Linked DNA regions of Zea mays: all the other regions are linked to region 3. The links are chromatin contacts, called in public Hi-C maps. All regions are on one chromosome and are shown on one strand. The core of a region is the stretch at or near the end of the contact, and the rest is flanking DNA. Distances in the headings are between cores, read along the strand shown. Region 1 holds the start of LOC103637538 (zinc finger protein ZAT8). Region 2 holds the start of LOC118473182. Region 3 holds the start of LOC103636522 (ABC transporter G family member 16). Region 4 holds the start of LOC118473184.

Evidence for each region. Hi-C and Micro-C count contacts between places; a contact is called where the count stands out from the background.
Region 1: a Hi-C map of leaf shows a contact between it and region 3, with 3 times the contacts expected there. The contact joins the promoter of LOC103637538 here to the promoter of LOC103636522 in region 3. A contact is called at or near these places in 3 of 25 Hi-C or Micro-C datasets (ear, leaf and root tip).
Region 2: a contact with region 3 is called in a Hi-C map of ear, with 3 times the contacts expected there. The contact joins the promoter of LOC118473182 here to the promoter of LOC103636522 in region 3. A contact is called at or near these places in 11 of 25 Hi-C or Micro-C datasets (bundle sheath, ear, endosperm and 3 more) and 1 of 3 datasets of contacts at active chromatin or transcription factors (leaf).
Region 4: a contact with region 3 is called in a Hi-C map of root tip, with 2.3 times the contacts expected there. The contact joins the promoter of LOC118473184 here to the promoter of LOC103636522 in region 3. A contact is called at or near these places in 2 of 25 Hi-C or Micro-C datasets (leaf and root tip).

The regions. Positions count from the first base shown.
Region 1 is chr8:175,561,321-175,568,941 of Zm-B73-REFERENCE-NAM-5.0, reverse strand. LOC103637538 (zinc finger protein ZAT8) reads left to right here and starts at 3,668. Exons shown (of 1, transcript XM_008659704.4): 1 at 3,668-4,697. The coding sequence starts at 3,876. The coding sequence ends at 4,430.
Region 2 is chr8:175,864,612-175,871,530 of Zm-B73-REFERENCE-NAM-5.0, reverse strand. It overlaps LOC118473182, which reads right to left and starts at 3,431. Exons shown (of 1, transcript XM_035961939.1): 1 at 2,775-3,431. The coding sequence starts at 3,293. The coding sequence ends at 3,144. TRNAE-CUC (transfer RNA glutamic acid (anticodon CUC)) reads right to left here and starts at 5,773; the gene lies at 5,701-5,773.
Region 3 is chr8:175,731,753-175,739,113 of Zm-B73-REFERENCE-NAM-5.0, reverse strand. LOC103636522 (ABC transporter G family member 16) reads left to right here and starts at 2,840. Exons shown (of 1, transcript XM_008658865.2): 1 at 2,840-5,761. The coding sequence starts at 3,156. The coding sequence ends at 5,387. LOC109941449 (a long non-coding RNA gene) reads left to right here. Exons shown (of 4, transcript XR_002264087.2): 4 at 1-55.
Region 4 is chr8:175,885,298-175,892,173 of Zm-B73-REFERENCE-NAM-5.0, reverse strand. LOC118473184 reads right to left here and starts at 4,339. Exons shown (of 3, transcript XM_035961940.1): 1 at 3,863-4,339; 2 at 3,566-3,739; 3 at 1,699-3,376. The coding sequence starts at 4,288. The coding sequence ends at 3,056. LOC100278921 reads right to left here. Exons shown (of 24, transcript NM_001399251.1): 16 at 6,865-6,876; 17 at 6,693-6,743; 18 at 6,521-6,571; 19 at 6,349-6,399; 20 at 6,177-6,218; 21 at 6,005-6,055; 22 at 5,833-5,883; 23 at 5,661-5,711; 24 at 4,452-4,563. The coding sequence ends at 4,474.

The sequences.
Region 1 (7,621 bases), core at 2,419-4,918, 170 kb after region 3:
ACAATTGGACTAATTAGTTTGCTCTAGATTATATGTTCTACAGGTGCCCAAGACTCAACATAAAACCAATAAAAAGAACAAGACAAAAGTCAAAAGAAAGGAGCAAAGGGGCAACCGAAGGCACCCCTGGTCTGGCGCACCGGACTGTCCGGTGTGCCACCGGACAGTGAACAGTACCTGTCCGGTGCACCAGGGAACTCAGACTCAAACTCGCCACCTTCGGGAAAGTCTGGGGCCGGCGCGCTATAATTCACCGGACTGTCCGGTGTACACCGGACAGTGTCCGGTGCTCCAACGGAACGCGGCCTCAGGAACTCGGCAGCCTCGGGATTTCACGAAGACTGCTCCGCTAAAATTCACCGGACTGTCCGGTGTGCACCGGACTGTCCGGTGTGCACCGGACTGTCCGGTGTGCCAGCGGAGCAACGGTCATCTGTGCCCAACGGTCGACTCTGACAGTAAACAGTGCAGAACAGTACACGCGGCAGGAGTCAGAGCAGAGGATCAGAGAGGCACCGGACTGTCCGGTGTGCACCGGACTGTCCGGTGCCACATGAGGACAAAGCCTCCAACGGTCGACCGCTCCAACCCCAACGGATAGGATGACGTGGCTGGGGCACCGGACATGTCCGGTGTGCACCGGACTGTCCGGTGCGCCCATCGCCAGCAGACTTCATCAACGGCTAGTTTTTGGATGGTGGCTATAAATACCACCCCAACCGGCCACTTCAAGGGGTGGGAGTCCAAGCAACATTCCAAGTCATCTAGTTGACATACTCAAGCCCTCCCAACCACATATATTCATTGATACATCCTATACACAAGATCTAGCCCACTACAACCAACACAAGTGCCACAAAAGAGAGAGCGAGCAATTGAGAGCTACTCAATTGAGTTTAGCCCTAGTGCCTTGTGAGATTCATTGAGAGATAGTGTATGCTTCATCTTTGTGTTCATTTGCGCGTGGAGTTTTGACTCCCATTCAAACTTCCTCCAAAGTGTTGGAGGCTTGTAAAAGCTAGCAAGAGACACCAAAGATTGTGGTGGTCCTTGTGGGATCGAGAGTGATCCTTGAGAAGAAGAAGAGCTCGCCGATCCTTGTGTGATCGGGAGAGAGGGAAAGGGTTGAAAAAGACCCGTCCTTAAGTGGACTCCTCAACGGGGACTAGGCCTTCGAGGGCCGAACCTCGGTAAAACAAATCACCCGTGTTCATTGTGCTTTTGCTTGTGATTTGTTTGCTTTCCCTTACTCTAAGTTCTCTTGCACTATTCTTTGCTCATATCATTTGGTGTTGCTTCAAGTTAAAATCTCATTTAAGTGAAGCAACACTCCGCAAGAAAAGAACTTGAGTTAGTGCTCTTTTTCATCTAAGCTTTCTTGCTTTGTTATCATAGAATTATTAGTTGTATTGATTTATCACTTCCGCTTTATTTGAAAGCTATACTCTTTACCAGCAAGAACTTAGTTTTTATACTCCGATAATTGTTCATCTTGTTCTAACCACTAATCAAAGGATCTAGTTGGGGGATAAAGTTTTAATTTTCAGGTTTCGCCTATCCACCCCCCCTCTAGGCGACTTTCAGCCGGCCCGAAGCACGGAAAAAAAGCATGGTCCAGGCACGGCACGACCCGAAATAATTTAGTGCCGGGCCGGCACGGCCCGTTATATCGGGCCGGGTTTGGGCCGAGGTCACGGCCCATGGGCGGGCACGGACACGGCCCGTTTAAGGCAGGCACGAAATGGCCCATATAGAGGCACGAAAAGGCTCATATATTTATTAAAACCACACTTAATTTCACACTTTCATATACTTGATAAAGAACATAAAGCTAGAGATAATGCTAGTTAGATATTTTTTGTAGCTTTGAATTAGAGTGTGTGATGTAATTTTTGCTTTTGTTATGAACATTAGACAATAAACTGAACTTACGAACTTTGTATAGAGCTGATTATACTCTTTTTCCTTCTAACAAATGATTTATAAATGAGGTAGTCATTGCATAGCTGTGGTAACTTTAATTAATACAAATATTAAGTTTGATTTTGTTCAAATTTATTTGTCTTATCTTTTATTTGTTTTATTATTTTTTGAATTTAGGGCTCTAATGTGAATTGTGGGCTAAAAACTGAATTTCGGGCCAAAAATTGAATTTCGGGCCCTAATGTGAATTTCGGGCCAAAAATTGAATTTCGGGCTTTTATAATTTCGGGCCGCCCGAAATGAGCCCGGCAAGTTTAAGCAATTACGGGCCGGGCCGTGGGCCGAAGGCTAGGCCCATGGGCCGGCCCGGCACGGCCCGAAATTCAAACGGGTCGGATCGGCCCGAAATTCAAACAATACGGGCCTTTTTGGGCTTGGGCCGGGCCGGGCCGGGCGGCCCGAATGTACACCTATAGAGAGGAGGCTGTAGATGCGGAACGCGAATTTTTTAGGAGAAAATTGAGGAAGCTGTTGGAATAAGAAAAAACACTAATTTTTACTAATATTTGTTTTAGGGTTAGTTTACACATTCATTTGGACATGCTCTAATGAGGACGTGTACAAGTCCACATCAAAAATCTACTGTACAGACGAAAGCCCAAGTTGACTCGCGTACCAGTGCCTGGCTCTGCTATCGTCCAGAATCCAGATTCTGTGCGTTCTGAGTTCTGACCAAGAAACCTCTCGGACCAGCCAGAGAGGACACTCCCTCCAAGAAATCGCTGCGGGGAATTGTACTCAGCTTCCAGCCCAAGAAAAGCGCACACGACGGTAACCCAGCGAGAAAAAAAACGTCAGCCACACGAAGCTTAAGCTTAAGCTAGCCGAGACCGAGACAGAGACCGAGACCGAGAGGCGAAGGCGAGCCCGGAATTCCGCGTCGACGGCGTCGGCTTTTACAAGTCTATCTGTCAGCTGCCGCGCGCACAGGCCAAGCAAGCGACGGCTCGTCGGCGGCGCCTGTTGCTTGGCCTCTCGCCTGCTTCGCGCATCCGTGCATCACAGCTCACGTCACGTCCGCCGCCGGCCTTTGGATTATTCGTCAAGATATGCACGTGTTACGCGCACGGAATAATGAGTAGTAGTCAATTAGAATGGATAAGCATGTGTACAGGCTTCGTACGAATGTACGCGTGGGTCGCGATGACTCTCGATGATGAACACGCACCCGATCGATCATCTACTAAATTTTACACTATAATTTTTGAATCAAAATCAATTTAAGAGCTTAATCGAATCGTGCGTGCAGAAATTACCACCCCTGTCTATATCTATACGCGAGTGTGCGGAGTGGTATACATGTTGCCTACTACTTCACCAAACTACCAGGGTAAGGAGACGTCACATGCATGAAACGTTCCCGCCCGTGTCCGTTCGCGCAGGATGATCGTCATGGAGAGCCGTCTGAACGAGCGAGTTGTCCGCCGAAAAGCGCCTAATTAACCACGTGTTCCGATCCGATCCGATCCGATCCGATGCGCGCGCGGCGCTGCGGGTGGCGACCAAGTGTGGTGGTATGCACGACGAGTGCGACCGCGTCACGTTTCTTCGTGTCCAAGCCTCTCGTCACCTCCATCCAAGCAGAGCTCAGCTCAGCTGATGGCCTGGCCGACCGGTTCGCAGACGTGAACGCCTCTTCCATTCCCATCACAGTTGAGATACGCCTGCCCCAGTCAGCGCACTGCGCACACACACAAACTCCCACCCACAGGCCACAACCACAAGCAAGCGCGCTCGGCCCGGTTTATACTATTATATTTGAACACGTACGTGCGCGTGAGTGTGGAATTTCAGCTCGCTGCTTAATGATATACTCCTAGCTATATATACACAGTAGTATAATAATATTATAAAGGAGAGGAGAGTCAGCAAACTTCCGTCGATCTCTCTCGATGGTCATGACGCTTACGAGACACGACTCGGGAGAGAGCAAGGAGATGGAGGGCCTCCGTGCGCACTCCGAGGCCGCGCTGCTCACGCTGTCGTCGACGACGACGGGCGGCACCGGCACCGGCACCGGCACCGGCACGGCCGCGGCGGCGGAGGGCGCGTTCGAGTGCAAGACGTGCAGCAAGCGGTTCCCGTCGTTCCAGGCGCTGGGCGGGCACCGCACCAGCCACACGCGGCTGCAGGCGCGGACGCTCGTCGGCGACCCGGCCGAGCGGTACGACGACAGGCCGGCGGCGCGGGTGCACGAGTGCGCCGTCTGCGGCCTCGAGTTCTCCATGGGCCAGGCGCTCGGCGGCCACATGCGCCGCCACAGGGGCGAGGGCCCGCCGCCACCGGCCGCGCACGACGACGACGGCGACGGCCCCGCCCAGCCGGACCGGGACATGCCCGACCTCAACCTGCCGCCGTTGGACGACGACGATGGCAGCCAAGCAGGTTCACGGCAGTCGGGCGGTGGTCGCGGCTCCGGGCCTCAGCTGCTCAACCTGCTCGTATAGCGTGCGTGGCGTGCACAGATTGTGGTTCGGATCGAGATGTAAATGAATCGTGGCTTAGATTTTGGAACCTACTACACGTGAGATGGAATTCTTCGATGACGAGCTTATTTAGTTCCATAGGTTGTTCCTGGTTTTAGTTGGTTTGCTCCTTCGTGTAATGCCTATTGTTCGGTTCAATTCATTTGTTGTGAGTAAAATATACTCTCACATTAGACATTTTAACTCTTGTTTTTTATATATACGTTTAAATGGATGGTAATAAATCTAGTCACATATTTACAATAAATACTCTCTCTGTTTCAATTTATAATTTATTTAACTTTTTATCATAAATTTGACCGACTCTTCTTATTAAAAAATCATAATTATTATAATTTTTTACCGTAGTATTGTTTAGCATATAATATATACTTTAATTTTGACTTTGATTTTTTTATAAAAATTTAAATAAGATGAGTATATTATTTATTGTATGAAACAACTAAAAAGATAAAACGAATTTTGTTCTAGGATGGAGGTATTTGTCAACATGTTATCTAACTGCTTGTTGCGTTAATCACTCGATTGGTTGGTCAACGAAATAAAACTAGAACACCGAATTTTATCCAAAATGAAAGAAGATTATAGCCGTCAGTGCAAACTAGTTGCTCGTGGGGACCATATAGCAAGACAAGAATTCCAATTGGTGGATGGGGACGAAGCTCTCAACTATCTATTATAAATATTTATTCGTACACTCAGAGGGAGTCAATAATTAACTTTGATCCAATCACTAATGACACTATACATGTCCAAAACGGGCCGGCCCTAGGTGCAGCTCGGCGCCCGGCATGCCCAAGCACGCGAAAGGCACGACCCGGCACGACGGCCGGCGTGCCCGTGCCAGCCCGGCCCGGCCCGGTGCACGTGCCGTGCTTGGGCTGCCAAGTGGGCCCGTGGTGCAGGCACGAGCACGGCCCACGTAAGCCGCGGCACGACGCCGGCCCGTTAACCGCGTAAGTAAGGCGTCGTAAGAAAGGAAGCAGCACCACAGAGTTCAAGAAGGACTGAACTATGAACTTATTATCTCTGTTTCTACCTATTTATGTTCTCTATTTCTCTTATCTGTAATATGTTGGACTGTGGACTCAACATTGAACTATGAACTTGTAAATACTTTAAGGAGATGGTTGTACTCTTTTCCTTTCTAGGGTTTTCTCATGAAGTGTGAGTTTTTAACTAGGAAGGTTTTTAATGAGGCAGCATTGCACTAAAACTCCAAACCATTTAAAGACTATTCTGTAGCCTATTTGCCTTGTTTTCTGTTAACTTTGATGAATTATGTGTATTATGTAACTGGGCCCGAGCCCGGCACTGCACCAACCATGCCCCCGGCCCGATTAGCATTAGGTGTGCCGTGCCTGGGCAGGGATTTGGGCCCACGTGCCAGCCCGGCCCGGCCCGTGACACTGTCGTGCCGTGCCTGAGCACGCCACTGTCGTGTCGTGCCCAGCTGTGTCCGTGCCGGGCTGCATGTATAAATGGCACACTCCAACTAAGTTATACCAACAATCAGTTGCTTGCACACCTCTTTACGGGAGAAGACGTGATACATGGGATGCGATGGAACATGACAAAGCACTTCAATATATCCGACGATTTGCTGAAATTCCATCAAAAAAATTGGTAGGGAACTAGGGGGTGATAATAAAAGATGATTATAAGCGTTGTTTGAAGAATTATCCCCTTTTAGCTTCGACTTCGGCTTTATAACTTCGTTACCAAAAGGCAAGGGAACCAAAACATATGAAGTAGCTGCCGCCTGCCGGATTCATATGTCGTAAGCTTTTAAAGCTTCACAAGCCGGATTCATATGTTAGGTAGATATATTACAGAAGTAGCTGCCATTCACCACGGAAAACTTACGTGAATTGTATAGCGAGCAATTGACCGGCGTTATCCTCGTATTAAAATTTGAGATGGCGTACAACAAATTAAGGGAAATGGTCCCTCTGTGCAACAATCCATGCGAATGAAATTTGTTTAGACAAAAAAAAGGGTGCAGATCGATTGCAAAAAGGCAAGGGAACCAAAACATATGAAGTAGCTGCCGCCTGCCGGATTCATATGTCGTAAGCTTTTAAAGCTTCACAAGCCGGATTCATATGTTAGGTAGATATATTACAGAAGTAGCTGCCATTCACCACGGAAAACTTACGTGAATTGTATAGCGAGCAATTGATCGGCGTTATCCTCGTATTAAAATTTGAGATGGCGTACAAAAAATTAAGGGAAATGGTCCCTCTGTGCAACAATCCATGCGAATGAAATTTGTTTAGACAAAAAAAGGGTGCAGATCGATTGCAAAAAAAAAAAGTCTATAGAAATTGTAGGTATGGGTCTTGCCCCACTGTCTCCGACTCTCCGCCACTGACCACTGAGCCAGAGTTGAGAAGGTAGTTGTACTAGTTCCTCAACTGATGTGATGTGATAGTTCGTCCAGACTTGAAGAGAGCCCAAATGCCCAAACCACCTGAAAAGTGGGCCGTTGCAGGTTTCAGGGAATCTGTTCCGGCCCAACTACTGCTACTGGCATTAGCTAACCCTGAGTTTTGCCGTAGGAACTTGTTGCAAGCTGGAACATGGAACCATAAGCTCTTTGTTTGAATGGCACAGCATGCCGCCACGCCGTGCTTCCTCGAGGCTCAGGCGTTGGTGACGGTCTCAACTCGTCACTCAATTTGCCACATCTTCCCCGAGATTGCCACCTTTGCAAGCTAAAAAAAAACACTGTACAGTAGTCGCTAACATCAGTCTGGAAAGAGACTGGTGTGAGAGAAATTGGATCAGGCTTCAGGTTCAGGAGGAGGGAGCTGATCCCATCGTTGGGGACCGTGCTGGTTTGGAGGCAGACAAATTGTAAGGTGAAGCAGTAATAGTAGGGACCGAACTGTCTGGTCAGGCTTCATTTTTTATTTTATTTTTACACTCGATCAAGAACCTCACCTCAGATCAGAGGGGAATGAACTGACGCAATCGAGCATCCAGATTCTACGTATCAAAGAACTGGGGACTGCTGGGAGGAATCTGAGGACGGGAGGTAAGTAATGATAGCATAACGCGTCGGCGCCGTGCTACCATTGCAGATTGCACTACATCCATCACGGTCACGGATTCACGCAGCAGCACGGCCTGGGCGGGCTCATCACGCA
Region 2 (6,919 bases), core at 2,182-4,681, 130 kb before region 3:
TATCCGAATTCGAATCCGAAATCCGAAAATTCTGCGGATATCCGAAAAAACCTATTCAACCGAATAATTAGCCTCTTCGGACGGTCAGATGGTCGGATAATATCTGTACCGTTTACACCCCTAGAGAGCAGAACAGGAATGCCTCATGGTGATCCTCACTGCGCCGATTCGCCGGCCGCGGATGGATGAGGAATGCAGCGGCGGTCGGTCAAGCAGTCAAACGGCAGGCGAGTCACGCCGGTTTGGCGCATGCGCATCTGATGCCCAAAAACTTGCAGTGCGTCGGTTCGGAGTTCGGATTCGGTGTAGACTGAACTGAAGAGCGGCACGGAAACGAAGCCCGACACTGCAAACCGTCACAGATACGTCCATGTGAATCTAGGCATACTCAAATAGTTCATATTGGATATACATCACAAGCAGATGTCACTAACATCTCTATGTATCAGACTAATTAAGCTATATATTAACTTACTTAGTGCTCTTAATCATTGCGCATATATCACTCATCATCCAGTAAATCTGCATCTCTTATAGAAACAAACCCACTAAGGGCTTGTTCGGTTAGCTCTCAATCCATGTGGATTGAGTAGGATTGGATGGGTTTGAATCCCAAACAAGTCAAATTTCTTCTTAATTTTTTCCAATCTCATCTAATCCATGTGTATTGGGAATAACCGAACAAGGCATATCTTTTCCATCTTCACTTACAAACTATCCATGTATCATCCTGTGCTGGGTGACCTACCATCTCCTATATATTCGCGTGCAAGCTAATCTACATCTTCTATTAAGTGCACTTGCAATTTTTAATCTACCAATGTACAAGGCTTTCACCTCACACTACGTCACATCCTCGTATAATTCCATCTAATATTTTATTGCTGCCTCTGTCTCAAAAGATAACAATGCATCTCACTTCTTTTAAAATTCAATTGGTTTTTAAGTTTGATTATATATATCATATTTATGATACATAATAAAATTTTATATTATTATAATAAATATATTAGAAGATATAAACGTGATAATAGTTTGTAAAAATCTAGTAAAATGTTTTACAAATCTAACCTGTTGGAAAACAAGATGTGTAATTAATTTGGGAGGAATGGAGTAGTTTTGTATTGGATTCTGATATCATCGATCTTGTCTAGGTTTATTGGCATATATCTTATACATACAGTGATACAATAACTTTATCTATATCTCTTATAAAAACCAAATTTCACTATTATAAGTTCTATCTGAACACGCAAGTCATCTCTCACTAAGTTTCCATATCATCTACTGCTAATAGCCATGCCATCCTATAAACTTTCAGCCTCTTAATTCAAGTTATCCACATCATCTTTACTAAGCGCAGTTACTACTTTTAATATCTCTCTTATAAAGCTAATCCCCGCTATCGGTTCTATCTCAACCATCCATATAATCTCCCGCTAACTATTCATATCATTTTCTACTATAGCCATATCATCCTGCAAACCTTTAATCAAACTGTCCATGTCAAGTCCACTAAACTGTCCATGTAAAAAACACATAGGCTGGTTGTAATGTCATTTCTGTGTGGCGCTATGATGTGGCAAGTGGTATCTTGGCAGAATGTTTAATAAAATACCTACTCCTCGAATTTTTAGGCCAGCCACCACTCCGTGCTTCTATTGCAATGATTAGCAGGGGGATGATGTGCATGCATTGTGGCTTTGCTTTAATCAAAACAAGTATAGATCGCTTTTTGAGGGGATTCGATCGCGATGGTAAGATCTCTGATATCTAGCAGGACAACGAATGCTTATTAAATTATCAGATACACATAGCAAGTACAAGTTGATTGACATCAACCCAAAGGCTACCAGACTTGCAGAGAATCAAGACCTAACCCGTCATCACATGGCACGCACTCGCGCTCTGCGAACAGGTGAGCTGTGCTTCGCGCGCATGCGGCAGGCTCATGACCACTCTGTTTCATAAGGGCATGCGTTCAGTTAAGGGCAGGAAATGGAGCCAGCCACCACTCAGTTTTCTATACTCAAATTCACAGTAGATACTGCTCAAATTCAGATGAGAAACTGTGAAATCAATTGAGCTCAGGAGAGTTGGACGAACGAATCAGCCAAGGTTCATAAATTATCCGCCAAATCATTAGCCAAATAATGATAACCTATATTGCTCCCATGCTTAAACAGTCGGCTATGACCTTTAGCAGCTAGTTTTTTCTAGAAGCTAAGAAGACTACACCAAGAGATTCTACACATGTATAAATAGAAAAGACGAACCACGTAGTACAATTACCAACTAACAAGGGATAGTCTCAAATACACCAATTTATACATAATATATATCATAAACAGCTGAGTTCAAAGTGAATTATCTTCGCACAACTAGTTCGGTAGTGTTGTTTGGTTTCTCTCCATCCTTTGGGCACGTTCGTTTTCATCTGAATGCGTGTTGATGGGAGGGAATTGGGTCATGCATGTGGTTCCTACGGTCGGGGAATAAATTAAGCTGCGGACTTGTTTTGAGCCATGCATGTGGTTCTCTCATCTCTCTGTTGTTGCTAGTGGGCTGGGTAGTGGGACCTGCGTCACTTGTCTTCTCGCACTCGCGACACTCATCACCACCCGCGCACCTGTCCAGAGTTAGTTGGGGGAGGGGTCACTCGAAGCATCAGTGTTAGTTGGGGAGGGATTAGCCTAGCTTATGCCCTCATGGCAAATAGAAATCAGGCCAAATTGTCATGCCAAATAAAGGCGTAAATGTCGCCCCAGGGCAGGAATCGAATGCTCTGGTGGCGTCTCCTTTTGTTCAAGAGGATACTACATAGAAAAACACAAGATGTTTCCGGACGGTTGTGTTGCTTTCTCGCTCTACGTGCGTGCGTTGCTTCATTCAGGAGGAACAGGGCTCTTAAGCTGCCTGGCGTTTCCGTTCTAGTACGAGCCAGCCAACCAAGAGAGGCGGCTGAAGAAGGTGAGCAAGAGGCCTGCGGAAGGAGAAAGAACAGAGCAAAACCTGACGGCAACACGCTCTTTCTTAAAAGAAGAAGAGGAAGAACAAAAGCACAGACGGCACAGTCCACCAGTCGGCCGACGCATGTCCTCAGCTAACTACTACTCTACTACTGCTACCACGGCACGGCCTATCTATCTCCCGAAGCCGCGGTCCCGGTTCTTGGCGACCGGCGCCGCGAGGCTGCCGAGCAGGGTCCTGGCGATCTGCAGCTTGAGCTGGCCCCTCTTGAGCGGCGGCCGCTTCTCCTTGCCGCAGCCGTTGCAGGGGTACCCGTGCTCCATCGCTCCGATTGCTTGCTTGCTTCCTTCCTTGTTTCCTTCTTGCTTGCTTCCTTCCTCTTGAGCTGGCCCCTCTCTCCGTTGCTTCTCTCTCTCGCTGTCGCTGCTCTGGTCGCGAGCTGGATGGATGGGAGCGTGCAATGCGGACGTGGTTTATATAGCCAGTCTTCACACACGTTGCTTTGGAAGGTGGGAACGCGCCTTCTCCTTTGTTTTCTCCAGAGTAGACCTGGGTGGGGACTGGGGACTTCGCAAATGTTTTGAGCCATGTGCGTAGTCTCTGTCTCTTTTGCAACTTGGGAGCGAGTGGGAGTGGGAGTGGGAGCAGTGCAGGACCACTGGCCACTCTGCAGCGCCACCTCACTGTCTTCTTCGTTGCGCTGCCTTTTTCCTCGTCTCACCCACCATGAAGGGAACAGTGGTGGGCCAGTTAGCAAGGAACAGAGAACCTATTGTTGAGGCACTGCACTGGCCTAGCTGTAGTATTATCACTGAATAAATACGACCCGCTTTTGTTGTAGTTATCTTCGCACTGTTGAGATCTCGATATAAGAAATAGCCAGGTGCTCCTTTGCATCCCTGTAATAAAAAATAGGCAGGTGCTCTTTATATAAGAAATGCAGGCCAATCTGAATCATCGGAAAGGCCACCAAATGTAAAGCATTACCAGTAGTCTCTCTTTTGTTATTATATGCGCAACGTTAGTTTATGAATTAGCTACGCAGAGGTTGTCCCAGTTGCAGAGCATCCTGATCCGTGGGTTGCCCGAGAGGCGTTGTGAGTTTGCATCGGACTCGGATCACCGCCTTACCGGGGCATGTTTTTTTCTATTGGGCGTGTCAGCGCATTCCAGTAGTCTCAAGAGGCACAACGGAGAAGAGGAAAGGAACGTTGTCCCATAAACCATTCACCATTTATTTTCTTTTTTTAACTATCTCCGTCTAAAAAAGATTTCAATGGCGTTTATATAAATTAAACCAAATTAAACATACTAGCGCATAACACTGCTTTGAGATTATATTTTTTTATAGGTCGGATGGAGTACGCATAATGGACGGAAGTGGTGACCGAAAGAATCTGGCGGGCACAAAACAAATCCAGCACCAGCACACGCGACCACTGACAGATCCTGTCCGAAGATAAGAAAGATGGCTTGCACCCAAATAATTGCAGCCCACACGGACCGCGTTGCTGCATGCCTGCATGCCTGCATGGAGGGTCCGGGGGAGCACGGAGCAGTTTGGTCGGGAGAGCGTGGATCACATGGCGAAAATGCGCAGTCAGGGACTCAGGGGTGGTTGATTGGAGGGAGGCTCAGCTGGGTTGCTGGCGGCGGCGCGCCGTAGTGCGTGTGCCGTGTGGGCTGTGGGCATCAGAGCAATGATCCTTTTTTTGGGAGCTTTTAAGGTTTCTGTGCGCATCGGCATCGCACCCATGGCGGGCCCGGTGATAGGTCATACTAGTACTACTACCACTACACAAGCCTACCAGTACCTGGTGTGAGACGGAGCTTTCAGGTGGGCTGCAAAATTGCTAGACCTGTCGTGTCCATATTTCAAAAACTATAAGATGTTAAAAACAATACAAAAGCTTTATACCTATAAAACTTAATTTATCTCATACAGTTTTAATCATACTATTTTTATTTGTACTATATCATGCGTTGTTATTTAATTGATATCTGTAAAACTCTCACGGCACTTTTATCTTGACTGGCCGTATAAAGACGGGGCACGATAGTGCTAGCAGCCTAGCAAGACGTGACACCACTCATTTCTGGTTCACGCGGGACGCATGAGGCACACTGCAGATGCGGCATCACCATGACTACGACACAAAGATGTTCATTTCCGAGTGCCTTTGTGCTTTCAAAGCTCGAAAAGGAAGCGTGGTGAAGTGGCAAGGTGGCAACTGACAACAAGATGCACGGAACATAGATGGAAATATTAGGACTTTGTTAATCTAAGCAGCTGTTGAATCGTATCTGAGTGAGCCCGATTGAAGCCTTCTTAGCCTTCCCTAGTGGCCATCTTAACGGCCATCGGGCTGCCTAAGTAGTCTCGATAATGGGCTTGCACACGAGAGACCTCCGCTATTTATAAGGCACTTGAATCGATCAACCGGCCTTCCTAGTACCAGGCATCATCAGACATCAGGTTAGTACTACAAGCTACAATACAATGCTTGTGTGTTGCTAAAAAATAAAGGTACAAGGCCTGTGTCGGTCACTGTGCCGGCCGACCTACCTCTAGCCCGTATGCCCAGCAGCAACACTCGGTGGTCGTACAGCTGCATCTGCAGCGGAGTGGCCACATCCACGCGAGATTCCCCGTCGCCCGGTCACCTGCAGGCTGCAGCTTGCCATGCCCAACACCATAGAGATTAAAAAAAATGAGAAAATCGAAAAAAATTCCGTTGCCGGGACTTGAACCCGGGTCTTTCGGGTGAGAGCTGAATATCCTGACCAACTAGACTACAACGGAAGTTGTGAGGTACTTCTTAAACCGAATATAAGACAACATTTGTTTAATAATCCAACTGTGTAGAACGATTTGTTTCGTATTTCGCAAGGGAAAGAGGGGGAAAAGGATAGTAGCTCGACTACTAACTCCGTTAGACAAACGTAAAGATCTCCAGTAGATGTAACTGTTGAACTATTGTACTACTAAAGTATTTTCTGCCTGAGCTGTCATTGCATTGCGATTTGCGAGGGTGCTGTTCTGTTTCCTAGAAGGCTCTAGCGTATCATCTTGCACTGGCACAAGCGTCAGAGAACCTGGTGTGTTTTGGGCGCTCTGAGAATTTCCAGGTGCATTCCTGTTTTTTTGGAGGCCTGCCACTTTTTTCTAGGCTGAATATTAGCAGTCACTGACTGGCCGCTCATGTCATTGGACACAGAAGCTGGAAGTAAACCTGGCACATTAGGTTTGCACTTGTTCATAACAAGTGTTTTGAGTGGAACAGTTATGTCCAATGGCAGTAGAACTTCCTCAAGTTCACGCCATTCGTCTTCCTGGTCTCTGTCACCATAAATGGCATTGTACCAGTTGCTTTCACTGTCATACTTGGCCACTTTCCCGACATAATTTTAGTGTCTCAAAAAAACTTCCGCACTCTCCTGAGTTTCTGCGTCATTTTTTTTACTACAGATTGAGAACCAGTTATGAAAATCAGAGGGCAAATCTGGAACGCCATTGATAATGATGGCAGGTTCTCTATCAACTTTGATGATAAATGTGGTTTCTGAATCCAGCTTGCCGTTTCGCCTAGATCAAGTGATCTAATCAACACCCTCTTGAGGATTAGAATGAGATGACAAGTTCCATGGAGATTGGAAACTATCATCATTATGACCTGATGCATTTAGAAAAGCAGGAATAATTGGATTTTCAACGAGACCCCGCCCAAGGTGGATGAATGTCGGGAAATGTTTAAAAGAGAAATGACTCTAATGTGTCACCGAGTTAAACCATAGATAGGAGATAGAATGTTATAAATAAATGCGACACAAATAGGATCAATCACAGAGAAGACACGGATTTAACGTGGAAAACCCCTCCAAAGTGAAGGGGAAAAAACCACGGGCGCCGGCCGGCAACTTCTCACTATTTTTGGGTGGTTACAGATCG
Region 3 (7,361 bases), core at 1,591-4,090:
ATGTAAAAGAGTCCACGCAAAAAAAATGTTAATTCTAGGATCAAGTTACAGATGACTTCAACAGCACCAGGCCAGTTGACCACAAAAGAAATGTTAATGGACTGAAAATGCATTGGCAAGCTCCTCAAGGCGACAATAAGCCATTTGAACAACTGCTGGTCTTGTGTCCTTCAAAAGCTGGTATAGTGTTCTTAAAAAGCAAGGAAGTTGGATCTCAGATGACCAAATGATGGATGAGGCACTAAAGTTAAATAGAGTAGATGTGAATCAAGTAAGGTGGGCAAAAAATTAGTCCAAAATTACTAGCAAAAATAAAAAATATCTAGATTTTTTTAAAAATAGTAAAACAAATGTATAGTTAGGTTTTGTCAAGGATTATGAGAATGACATAAATCCATCTCTCAAATCTAAACTCCTTCAAAGGTTCAAAGGACAATTCTCTCTTGCTCTCTCTCTCTCTCTCTCTCTCTCTCTCTTTTGCAATTTCTTACCTCCAAATAAGTTCAATAATGACATGAACAGCTATAGTCATGCATGAACAACTGCACGCAACGAAGACGGGTGTTTGTAGGGAGGTTATTTTTGGACCCGTTTTGACTACGAGTACTACATTTGTTAATGAATTTCAGCCACGGTTTCATAACATATTCATCACTGATACTTCTTCTATATTTTTGAGGCGGTTCGGTTATAGAAATCGTTTCTATAGATGATTATATTCATAGAGATGGTTAATAGAACCATCCTTCAAATTTATTTTTTAGCAGAGGTTCGTTAATTACAATGCATTTCGTTAAGGTTGTAGGTGATAATCTACTGTACGCATCTGTTAGAAATATAAGCCGTACCAGTGCCAGAATGCCGGGCAGGGTCAGGCAAGGTGCACCGCGCTGGCGCGGCGTATCCACCGCCCCTCACGCGGCGTGCCACAGCCTGATGCCACGCGCGGCGTATCGTATCCACCCAGTCCCATGCAGGGCCAGATCCTGATGGGCGGGCCGTTCTGCTTGTGGTCCGCCTGATTGGCCGGCGGTGTCCTGTTCCTGTCGGTAGTTAACTTCAGTTTCAGTCCACCCCCCACAGGCCACAGGGGTGCGGGGAAGCAGTGCCCTGCGGGCGGCTACCACGCCGCCGCCGAGAAGAGGCGGACGGCAAGGTTGGCGGGGGGTTCTTGGTTCCGTGCCGCGCGTGGCACAGTGATGGCGTCGCGTGATGCCAGGTCCGAGCGGCTGCGGCGCGGCAGATGAGGCGCGCAAAGGCACCGCCACCCTGCGCCCGAGGCAACGGAACGGAGGGATGGGATGGGGGCCAAAACCAGTTTTTCAACAGACCGACTCGGTCGGACCTGCCTGTGTGGAACGTAGGGACGGACCCGTCTATTCTCATGCCTGCCTCTTGGGGCCTGGGGGAGGGGGAGTGGGGGCTGTGCACTTGTGCAAGCGCATGCGATCGCCGTTGCGAGCCCGAAGCTGGTCGGCATGCATCGTGGGATGAGGATTTATGGATGTCTATGGTTTTCGCTTTCCATTCGTTGCGTTTGCCTCAGGTGACGCGATCACGCAACTATGCAGGAGACTTTTGTACCGCGGTTACGCGTTGCTTTCCGCTTTCCAATGCGGATAAGCGGATGCGCTTTTATAGGCTTTACCGCTTCGTAGCTAGTTTCTGTATATGCGCGTAGCCATTGGCATGTGGGTAGGGAAGTCGAAAACGATCGCCGGTCGGTTAGAAGTTTATCTGACTTTATAATTAATCTACCTGTCGGCGACTAAATACGGTGTTGATAGATATCTGAAGAAATTCAAAATTAAAAACAGTAATTTTCGAAAATAATGTTGTCTTTACAGATATGAAACAATTACGGGGCTCCGGTTACAGAATTTTTGAAAACGGTTTTCATCGCTACCTTGTTACCTTGTTGCGCCTTATTCCGAGCGACATGTACTGGCAACGAAGCCGCCTAAAAATTTATACACCACCAACCCTGCAGGCTGCAATGTTCATTATGTGGGCGGTGCAGTAGAGAACATTCGTTTTTAGCACCTTCGTCAGAGCAAGTTCTTGGCTGCTTTTTACACGGCATATGGATAGGGTAACGACTGAGATGCATACATTTGAAACAGCGAAATGCTCTATAACTTCGTAACCAAATTGGTTTACCATCACGGCACACGGTCCGCCTCATATATACTGCACCTGCTGCCATAAGGTCATCATAATGAGTACTCTTATTCTACTTAATAATATTTATATAAAAACAAATAATCAATGGCAGCCTAGCACCCTGCCACCGTCGTCTTGGGGTTATTTGCTTACCAACTCGGTATCGTATTTCTGACATCTAAACATCCAAATGTACGTGGTCAACAGATGTCGAACCTAACGTTACACTTTTTCTTGTCAACGCGCTTCTATAGAACACTGCCACCGTATGCAACATGTTACGTAAACCAGCAGGTCTAGAAGATCTAGCCGAACTAACTGTACGGTGCAGCTATGCCAAGGCTACGTATTTTAAACATCAAGTGTTGTTTTCGACAAGCTACCGAAACAAGGCATTTTTTTTCTGCATGCTTAGAGCACAGGAACGTGTGGATTGCAACGCCCCCAATGAATGTACATGCACTATTGCATTGCCCAGTGCACGCAAGTTGCTGTTTTCTTCCTAAATCCTCCGTCTCTCGTCACCCACCCAACCTAAATCGCACCGATTCGACGTGGAAGCCAGCAAACCCACCCTCCCCCCGGTCCCCGCTGACCATGCACTCCCCCGCCGGCAGCGGCAACACCACGACCCCGCCCGCGCGTTGGCCACCATCCCGTCTCCTACACACACCATCAGCCCCGCGGACGCCTCTCTCCGACCCCTAGACCGTTTCCTCCTCCCACCATTCTCCCGCCGTGACCACTGACGACAACGCCCCCAAGCGGCCTTCAAGCTTGAGCTCCACGCCTCCCCAAGTCTGCTGCACCTTCTCGTCCTCTCCTGGAAGCCACACTGGACCGAACGACCTACTGGACCCACCACACCCGCCCTCCCTTTACTTAAGCTCGGCTCGCTCGCTTTTGCGCCAGTGAGTGGGCAGAGAAAGTGCAGCCAGCAGCACGTACGTACACCACGGGTTTTCGATCGCGAGGCTGCGTGCTCGCATGCGATGGCGCCCGCCGTGCAGGACCGCCTCCCGTTCCTAGCCTCGCCCCCGCCCGCGCGGGAGAGGGGCCGGAACCCGTCCCTCGCCGAGATGCTCCGCCTCGTCGGCGCCGCCACCGTCGACCCGGCGGACGATGACGGCTCCGCGTCCGCGTTCTCGCTGCCGCTGCCGCACGCCACCACCACGCCCGACCGTGACGCGGTGGCGGGAGTCGCCGGCGCGACGGCCATCGGACGGACCGTGCACTTCCGCCTGGCGTTCAGCAGCCTGACCTACAGCGTCCGCGCCAAGCAGCACGGGCGCGGCGGCCCTGGCCCCGGCCTGCTGCCCCTGCAGCGCCGCTCCGACCGCGTCACCACCAGGGCGCTGCTGGACGGCGTCTCCGGGGACGCGAGGGAGGGCGAGATCCTGGCCGTCATGGGCGCCAGCGGCTCCGGCAAGTCCACGCTCATCGACGCGCTGGCGCACCGCATCTCCCGGGACGCGCTCAAGGGCGCCGTCACGCTCAACGGGGAGCCCCTCACGGGCGCCGTCCTCAAGTCCATCTCCGCGTACGTCATGCAGGACGACCTGCTGTTCCCCATGCTCACCGTCGCCGAGACGCTCTCCTTCGCCGCCGAGTTTCGCCTCCCGCGGGCGCTGTCGCCCGCCAAGAAGCGCGCGCGCGTGCAGGCGCTCATCGACCAGCTCGGCCTCCGCGCCGCGGCCGGCACCATCATCGGCGACGAGGGCCACCGCGGGGTGTCCGGGGGAGAGCGCCGCAGGGTGTCCATCGGCACCGACATCATCCACGACCCCATCCTCCTGTTCCTCGACGAGCCCACGTCGGGGCTCGACTCCACCTCCGCGTTCATGGTCGTCAAGGTGCTCCGCCGCATCGCCGAGAGCGGCAGCATTGTCATCACGTCCATCCACCAGCCGAGCCAGCGCATCCTCGGCCTCCTCGACCGCCTCATCCTGCTCTCCGGTGGCCGCACGGTCTTCAGCGGCCCGCCTTCCGCGCTGCCGTCCTACTTCGCCGAGTTCGGCTTCCCGGTGCCCGACGACGAGAACCGCGCCGAGTTCGCGCTCGACCTGATCCGCGAGCTGGAGTCGTCGCCCACGGGGACCAAGCCGCTCGTCGACTTCCAGCGCACGTGGCAGCTCATGCACGCGCGGACGACGAGCCCTGCGGCTGCCCAAGGGGACGGCGGCTCGGCGATGTCGCTCAAGGAGGCCATCAGCGCGAGCATTTCGCGCGGGAAGCTGGTGTCGGGCTCGGACGTGGCCGGGGAGGCCGCGTCCGTGCGCACCTACGCCAACCCGTTCTGGGTGGAGATGAAGGTGCTGACGAAGCGGTCAGCGATCAACACGCGGCGCATGCCCGAGCTGTTCCTCATACGCCTCGGGGCCGTGGTGGTCACCGGCGCGATCCTCGCCACCGTCTTCTTCCGGCTGGACCAGTCCCCCAAGGGGGCGCAGGAGCGGCTGGGCTTCTTCGCGTTCGCCATGTCCACCATGTACTACACCTGCGCCGACGCGCTGCCGGTGTTCCTCCAGGAGCGCTACGTGTTCCTGCGCGAGACGGCCTACGGCGCGTACCGGCGCGCGTCCTACGTGCTCTCCAACGCACTCGTCTCCTTCCCGCCGCTCGTGGTCCTCTCCCTCGCCTTCGCCCTCACAACCTTCTTCGCCGTCGGGCTCGCGGGCGGCGTGCCCGGGTTCGCCTTCTACACGCTGGCCATCCTGGCGTCGTTCTGGGCGGGCAGCGGCTTCGTCACGTTCCTCTCCGGGGTGATACCGCACGTGATGATCGGCTACACCGTGGTGGTCGCCATCCTCGCCTACTTCCTGCTCTTCAGCGGCTTCTTCATCACCCGGGACAGGATCCCGCCCTACTGGATCTGGTTCCACTACCTGTCGCTGATCAAGTACCCGTTCGAGGGCGTGCTGCAGAACGAGTTCGGCCGGGGCGGCGAGTGCTTCGTGCGGGGCGCGCAGATCTTCGACAACTCCCCGCTGGCGGGGCTGCCGGACGCGGTGAAGGCCCGGGTGCTCGCGTCCATCAGCTCGGCGCTCGGGGTGGGGATCGGCGCCGACACGTGCGTGGTCACGGGCCGCGGCGTGCTGCAGCAGGCGGCGGTGACGCAGCTCGGCAAGTGGGAGTGCCTGCTCGTCACCATGGCTTGGGGGTTCCTCTTCCGGATCCTCTTCTACTTCAGCCTCGTGCTCGGCAGCAAGAACAAGAGGAGGTGATCGCGCCACGGCACGGACTGCGGACTTGCGCGTGCGTGTGCGCGCCGTTGTACATTTGAAAGGTGGAAGCTGGCTGGACATGGCCCATGGGGAGAAAGCAAGCGTTGCCGAAGGAGGCCCGGGTGAAAGAAGACGTACGTAGTTAATTATTAGGTGGTGATTGTTCACGTTCTTTTTCTTTCTTTCTTTTCTGGTGATTTGATGATAGAAATAAGTCGTTTTGCAAGTATACACATACGCCTGGGTGCACGTGCACTAACTAGCTTTTTGTTCGTGTTTATATATGTGTCCAAAGACGAAGGATTTATAAGATGTGACTGTTCTTTTGTAGCTCCGCTGCTTCAGCGCGCAGTAGTATTAAGTTGTGAGGAGAACCATGTACTCTGTTATGTTCTAGTGTTTCTCTAAATTCTGAAGAAGACGGTCAAGTTGACGAGCAAAGCATCCAACTTCCATGTTTCCTAGAGTTTGGAAGATCATAGTGTTTTACTGTTTTTCATTGACGAACAAAGCATAACCCTTGTTAAAATCCAAACTACGGGAAGGACAAGCCGCACCTAATCGATCTTCTCATCCGTCTCGGTGTTCTTCACGTGACACTCATAGATGCCATGGAGCAGCACATCATTAACATAATGTTTTTCTGTTGCTACAGTACAGTACTAGGGGATTATGGTCGATTACAGTTAGGTGCATTATATCCAGACCAGAGGGGTCATACCGGTACTTGCGGGTCATTAATTAACGAGTCGTGACATCCGTGTTCCTTCCGCAACGCAGGCAGCAGCTGGTAGCATCAAGTCTGTACAGTACAGAGAGACTTGACATGGTCGTCCGATATTATTATCGTCATCGGAGGAGGCCACATGCATGCACGCACGACGCATTTCCTGGTCTGGACCTCTGCAGAGGTCGTTGCTTGTTGGGCAAACGGATTTCCAATGGAAAGCAAGCAGAGCGCGTACCCTGTCTGTATGCGATCGGCGGCACACGGCGTGGACGGCCAAGGCCCTGTACAAGTAGAATTTAGATGAACTGCACCGCACCAAACCAAACCGGCGAGGCAGAGAGTCTGATACCGAGACGGCAAAGACCTGCTGCCTGCGTCTCGCTCGACACTGCTTCCTGTGCTCTTCTTGCCTTAATAAAAAAAATCTCTCTTTGAGACCAGGCGTGACGTAATGCATGCACGCATGCGATGCATGGACAAGTCGACGTGCCGTGCAGGTCAACCGTCGCTCAACAAACTCGCACCGGACCGACCGTCTTACATATATAGTTCAACAAAAGAAAGGCAACATGAAACAAATTAGGGCATATTCGGTTACACCAATCCAGAAGGAGATTTGAGAGGTTTAAATTCTCTCCTAGTCAATTTTGACTAGGACCAGGGCCTAACCTTTAATTTTCGCTTCCTAATAAAATGCGCAGTAGGGGTTTCCCCCTCCTGATCCTTCAAAAAAAATTTTGATTAGGAGAGGATTTAAACCCCTCAAATCTCCTTCTGGATTGGTGTAACCGAACAAGCCCTTAAAGGACATATATAGTAGATAGTTGCCTATGACAGCGAACATACAAACTTAATCCAAGTCAGGTTTCTATCGAAAATTTCACCTAGACTTGTTTTTTTCCCTGTACGGATGCAGGACTATGTCGCTTAGCTAAATATAAGTGATTTGCAAAGAGTTTTGGGGTTGATGGATTGGATTGGATTAGATGAGGATGACGAAAACACGGCTGCCTGATGTTAAAGGGTGCATTGCAGGTAGGCGATCCAGCGGCGGGGCAGGTGAAGCGTACGTCAGAGACGGTAAAGGCCTATTTGGTTTGATGTCTAACTTGCCACACTTTGCATAACTTTTCTGCTTAAGGTTAGTTCTCCAATTCGAACGACTAACCTTAGGCAAAATGTGACACATTTAGCCACGAACTAAACAGCCCCTAAATCAGCCAGTGTCACAGATAAAACATCAG
Region 4 (6,876 bases), core at 3,090-5,589, 150 kb before region 3:
TGATTATACAACTTATTATTTGTATTTAATTCTCTCTACTAATATTTTTATACCAAATCAAGAACTCGTTGTTCATTACATAAATTTTGGACCATGATCTCATTAATCATTACGATACTTATTGATTATAAAAAGAATAAGCATATTAGAGATAAAAACCCGTGGGTACCCGCAAACCCGATGGGTACGAGTTTAGGCAAAATTTCAAACCTGTCATGGGTACGGGTTTTTTAATGGGTGTAAATATTTTTCACGGGTACGGGTTTAGTATAGCGAAACCCGGCGGGTTTGTACCCGTTGCTATCTCTACTACCGAATTTTTTGTATTTTAGCCATTTTTCGGAAAAAAAAATCACGTTTAGACCTTAAAAAATTTTAATGTCATTTTTGGACCCTTTACTCGGCGACATAGGCTATGGCGCCGAGGTAACACAGCTCGGCGCCATAGGCTATGGCGCCGAGGTACGTGCCGCGTTGGCACAACCCGTACGCGTGGCGTCGACGTGGCACCGAACTCGGCGCCACAGATCTTGGCGCCGAGCTCGGTTGTGTTATCAACATTTTTGTTGGCGCCACAGATCTACCAACTGAGCTAGATGGGCCTTGTGCTTAAGTATCCAACCAAAATGTTTATAACACAACCGAGCTCGGCGCCAAGATCTGTGGCGTCGAGCTCGGTGCCACGTCGACGCCACGCATCCGAATTATGCCAACGCAGCACGTACCTCGGCGCCATAGCTTATGGCGCCGAGCTGTGTTACCTCGGCGCCATAAACTATGGCGTCGAGCAAAGGGTCAAAAATGACATTAAAATTTTTTAAAGTCTGAACGTGATTATTTTTCCGAAAAATGGCTAAAATACAAAAAAATTCGGTCTCCACTAGTAGTAGTAGAGATTAATTGCATCTTTTTCAGCTCTCGCAAGGAATCGATTTTTTTTTCCTTGCGGAGCGACCGGATTGTGGTAACTCGATCTCACCATTTCAGCTTATCTTGACTGAAAAATCTGAGGTGAATTTCTTTTCCTCCTTTATTCCTGCTACTATTAGTATGCTGTCATCGACTCGTCGTATATATGGACGCAGGCGTGCCAAGCATGCAACTCGTATTTTTCGTACACATAAGTCCTACATCGGTTTCCAAATATTTATCGTCTACTAATTTATTTTTAAACTAAATCGTGATAAATAAATAAAAACAGAAAGAACACAACGTTAATGCGCAACTTACTGAACCAACCCAAAAGATATGCCGATGCTGACAGGTGACACGACGCAAAACCGAACAGCTACTGACAATTCGCAATCCCGGGCCGCGGCGACTGAACTGGAGTTAGCTGTCGATCACGTGTGGGGGAGTGGGCTGGAACATCACGGACGCCTCGCCCGTGTTCACGACGCCGCGACAGTGATGTCCACACCCGCCCCCCTTTGACTGGATTGCATCGCAATTATAGATGTCCAGAAAGCACGTGGCCCGTTAGCCTGGCACGAAGCACGTTATTTTAGCACGACACGGATTGAAGCGGGCTCGGGCTCAGCCCAGCCCGGATAGCATGCCGAGCCCGACAAACATTTAAGCCCATTGGGCTGGCCCGAGCACGCCCGGTATCTACCGGGCCTTTTAACCGGCCCGTTTAATCTAATACCCTAAAACCTAAATCCCCATTTCCCCACCCACCCCGTCGCCAGCCCACAAGTCCCTGACGGCCCAACGCCCCACAACCCGACGGCTGCCGCGTCCGCGTATGCCCCAACCCGACGGCCCAACGCAAACCCTAACACACTCTCCCACTCTTCCTCCTGGCTCCCTCCTCCCTGCGGCGGCGCGGCACCTCCTCCCTCCTGCGCGACGTGCTAGAGCGGTTCTGGTATGTGTCATGCATCATTTCATCATCAGTCGTGGCGGTGGGTGCAGCAGTCGGCGAGGCGGCCGTGGACGCGCACGACAACGACTGCATCTATCCGCAACATCTATCCGCAAGCTACGATTCTCTGCTTGATCAGCTAGCTAGCTGGTTATTAGCCTGAAACTGAATTGGATCTCGACGTCTTGGCTGATTAAATTAATCCGCTGCACAATTGCTTGCGCGCGCGGTGATCTCGATTGCTCGCTCCCCGATCCTTTCATTCCCAAGGTGAGGCCAGTTTTAATTTGCATGCGGAATTCTTGCCTGTTTCGTCGTCGCTTCCAATTCAAGTTTTGCGTTTGCGGGCTCGGACCAGCACGGGCTACTAAATGGGTCGTGCTATTCGGGCCGGTCCGGCACGATCGGGCCTCCACCGTGCCGTGCTTGGGAAGAGGTATGAGCTCGTCGGCGGCATGGTACGGTTAAGTGGCCGGGCTCAAACGGGCCGGGCTCAAACGAGCTAGACCAAGTCAGGCTCGAGTTGGATCGGGCCGTGCCCCCGTTTGAACATCTATAATCCCAATCGCAGTGCCACCTGCCTGCCAATGCCATCCATCTCCCGCGACACCGGGAGAAGTCGCAGCCCCCACGGGTGAGCAAACTGCCGTGACATGACATGTCCTGTCACTGACGGATCATGTGATACGCGCCATTTTCCAAGTCTTAAAATAAGTGCAGCGCCAGCAGACACGCACAACGACGGAAACTACGACGACTTGTAGCTAGGGCGCAAAACATCCTCAGGCTAGTTCAATCAGCTGATTTGTGGAAGTCACAAGGATCTCACGGAGCACAAGCTGTTCTCAGTGCCAAACGACATTAATTAATTAGAGACGACGGACAGGACGCATGTTTCTGAAGTTTTTTTTCTCTCTCTCTGTTGCGTCATGATGTTTCTGGGCTAAAAGTTTACAAGGCAATCGATCGCATCGTACACAAGGGGAAGGTCAACGACGCCGACCACACCGCACTGCGCCGCGCGCGCACCGGCGCCCCCGCCGATCCAGCGGAGCCTGAGTGGAGTGCTCGCGCGTGCACCGGACACCAACGCCACGTCGCGTCGCGTTCGTCCCATCGCCCCTGGCGCGCTACTCGCCTGGTGACCGGTGACTGGCCTGTAGCCTGCAGCGTGCAGGCGATCGCAGCCTACGAGACCAGGTCGTCGAGGGTCGCCCAGAGCTCGTCGTCATCGTCGAAGCCGACCTGCCGCTGCCGCTGAGCATCGTCGCCGGCCGCGGCGGCGGCGGCCCCGGGTGGCCGCCACCACCACTCGCCGTTGTCGCCATCGTAGCAGCTCCCCGTGGTGCTGTAGACGCTGCCGTTGCCCAGCTCGTCGCGGCTGCTGCCGTACTCGTAGCTGTTGTCGGACGCCTCGCGCTCGTCGGCATCGGCGTCGACCTCGCCGTTCCTTGCGAAGCGGCCCTTCACCCGCGGGCGGCTGTCCGCCAGCGTCTTTCTGCAGGCATACTGCGAGGACCAGCGCGTTGAGGTCGAACGTTAGTTGGCACGAATGGATGCTTGGACACACACACACACACACACAGACAGAGAGAGAGAGAGAGAGAGAGAGAGAGAGAGAGAGAGCGGCGCGCGACAGAGCAAAGCAAATCGGTCATTCGCAGGGGAAGGGAGGGAGATGCTGCGATGGATTATTACAGTGATCTTCTTGTTGAAGTTTCTCTGGTGCCGTTTCACACGGTAGCGCTCGATCCGCTCTTTCCTCTCCACGGCGCTGTACCGGGCGACCTTCTGAGAGAACGTCCCGCCACCCTCGTGGCCGCAGCCGTCGGCCGACGGCACCGGGCGCGGCGGCGACGACCCGTTCATCCCCTGTTCTCATTGCCAGCACAGCACACCAGCGGAGTTTCAGTTTTTTTTTTATTTGTTGCCGTGGATCGGAGTATCGGACGCAGCTCTGAACGGTTGAGATGCACGATGGACGCGACGCAGTACCTGGAGATCGCCGGTGCTGAATACGCGGCGGACGGGGCACGGCGAGGTGAACTCGAAGAGTTCGCCGGAGGAGGAGGACGGGGAGGACGAGAGCGGCGGAAGCGTCGTCGTCAGCTGGTGCGCGGACGGTGAAGACGGCGAGTAGAAGCCACGGCCGCCGAGGGACACGTCGCCCGGCTGGAGGCGCATCGGGAGCGAGTGCGAGCTGACGCTCCTCTGGATGTTGTTGTAGTTGTAGTACGACGACGGAGGCGACGAGAAGGCGCCGACATTGCCGTCGAGGTACCCGCCGGCCGCGGCGCCCCGGGGGTTCTGGGCTGGGACGGGGACGGTGACGGTGACGGGCAGCGGCGCGGAGAAGCTCGCGGCGTGGTTGTGCATGAGAGCGTCGCTGTAGGAGGGGGAGGGGGAGGATCGACGGAACATGGCCTTTGGACGTGGGAAAAGCCTTGGGACTATGAGCCAAGTAGCCAACTCTGATTTATCTAAATATTTAGTGTTTGGTAAGATATCTAAATATTCTTTTCGGTAAGACAAGTTGTTCCTGGTAGAAATATTATTGAAAGCAAGCAAAGAAACATATAAAATTCTTAAACCAAAGAATTATATAATTAAATAGAATGGCACAACTCACATTCTCTTAAAAAAGCGGGTCCAAGGTTATTTACCCCAGTATCTTCTAGTAGGTTAACATCTCTTAGCTGAAAATGAAACACACACAAAATTTTTAAAAAGGTTTGGTATAGATATGATCTCAAGAATAATCTCTTAGAATGAAAAGTTCATATGAAAAGATAACATATGCTACTATAATAATCAAGTCCAACTGGTAAAGTCCAGAATACACAACACACATGAGATGTATATTTTGCTGTAATTTTATAACTACTTTGCTACTATCATAATTAAGACATTTTTAGGGTTACATTCCACATGATTGGTTGGTGCACTAAGGAGCGCCTGGCGCGAGCCAGCCTGGTCGAGCAGAGAAGCTCTCCTCGGATCTCCACGTATGCAGACTGAAGGTGAGAAATGTAATTGGGCTACATGTGCGTGTGCGAGCTCGCATCGTTGCATGCAGGTAACCAATCACAAGCACATACACGGTCAACACATATGGTGAGCTTGGACGCTGCTGGAGCGGCAACCAAACACGCCAATTGAGTACGTGGACACTTATTAAAACAAGTAAAGAATGAGAATGTAATATGAATACAAGTCTGTCGTATCCCCACCCGTTAGCTCAACGCTTTCAGAGCGCGTGTTGCAAAATAAAATGACAAAGCATAGAAAGAGAACATGCACAGACACGTGTCTGGTGTCGTCGTTGCTAGAACTCAGCCCCCTCGCAACCACCCCATCGTGCGGTCAAATCCTAGCGCGAACCCTCAAAACCGTAACTCTAGCTAACGTGTGGTTCAGTAAATTGACGCTACTATCCACATCGAACTGACTTGGGGACGGATTAGGAGCATCGCAATGGTGGCATAGCGACAGGGAGCCGAGATGGGATGTTTGGACCACAAGATGATTACAATTAAATGTAGGGTTTTTTGAAAAAGTGATGACACATAACGGTATAAACTAGTACTTTATATAGTAGATAATAAGAGAAAAAGGCACACTCTATCCGGTTGGGCACACAACCCTTTATTAAGTATCCCCAATGAGGTATTGAGTGCATATAGAGAAAATTGCTGGTGAATAATGCAATAAGTGAAATTCCATGTCATGTTTAGTGAGATGAAATATTCGTTGTAGCGTTGTTTTATTGACAAATTACAACATGATAGATTACCTGTGGAGGTATATCGTCCATCCCTTGGTTGCAAACTCCATGTTGAACAAACTGTAAACAATAAGAGTATGCCAGCGAATAATCCAATAAATGAAATTTTGAGCAGTGTTTATTGAGATGAAATATTTATTGTAGCATTATTTTACTGACAAATGATAACATGATAGATTACCTGCAGTTGCATATCGACCATCCCTTGGTTGCAAACTCCATGTTGAACCAACTGTAAGTAACAAGAGTATGTGAGTGAATAACACAATAAGTGAAATTTTGTGCCATGTTTAGTGAGATGAAATATTCATTATATAATTGTTTTACTGATAAATGATAGAATGATAGATTACCTGTGGCGAAATATCGTCCATCCCTTGGTTGTAAACTCCATGTTGAACCAACTATAAGTAACAAGAGTATGTCAGTGAATAATGCAATAAGTAAAATTTCTAGCCATGTTTAGTAAGATGAAATATTCATTGTAGCTTCGTTTTACTGACAAATGACAGCATGATAGATTACCTGTGGCGGCATATCGTCCATCCCTTGGTTGTAAACTCCATGCTGAACCAAATGTAAGCAACAAGAGTATGTCAGCGAATAATACAATAAGCAAAATTTTGTGCCATGTTAAGTGAGATGAAATATTCATTGTAGCACTATTTTACTGACAAAAGACAATATGATAGACTACCTGTGGCGTTATATTATCCATCTCTTGGTTGTAAACTCCATGTGGAACCAACTGTAAGTAACAAGAGTATGCCGGTGAATAATGCAATAAGTGAAATTCAGTGCCATGTTAAGTGACATGGAATATTTGTTGTAGCATTGTTTCCCTTACAAATGACAACACGATAAACTACCTGTGGCAGCATATCGCTCATCCCTTGGTTGTAAACTCCATGCTGAACCAACTATAGGAAACAAGAGTATGTTAGTGAATAATGCAACAAGTGAAATTTCATGCCATGTTTAGTGAGATGAAATATTCATTGTAGCATTGTTTTATTAACAAATGACAACATGATAGATTACATGTGGCACCATATTGTCCACCTCTTGGTTGTAAACTCCATGTTGGACCAACTGTAAGCAACAAGAGTATGTTAGTGAATAATGCAACAAGTTAAATTTTGTGTCATGTTAAGTGAGATGAAATATCCGTTGTAGCATTGTTTTACTGATAAATGACAACATGATAGATTACATGTGGTGGCAT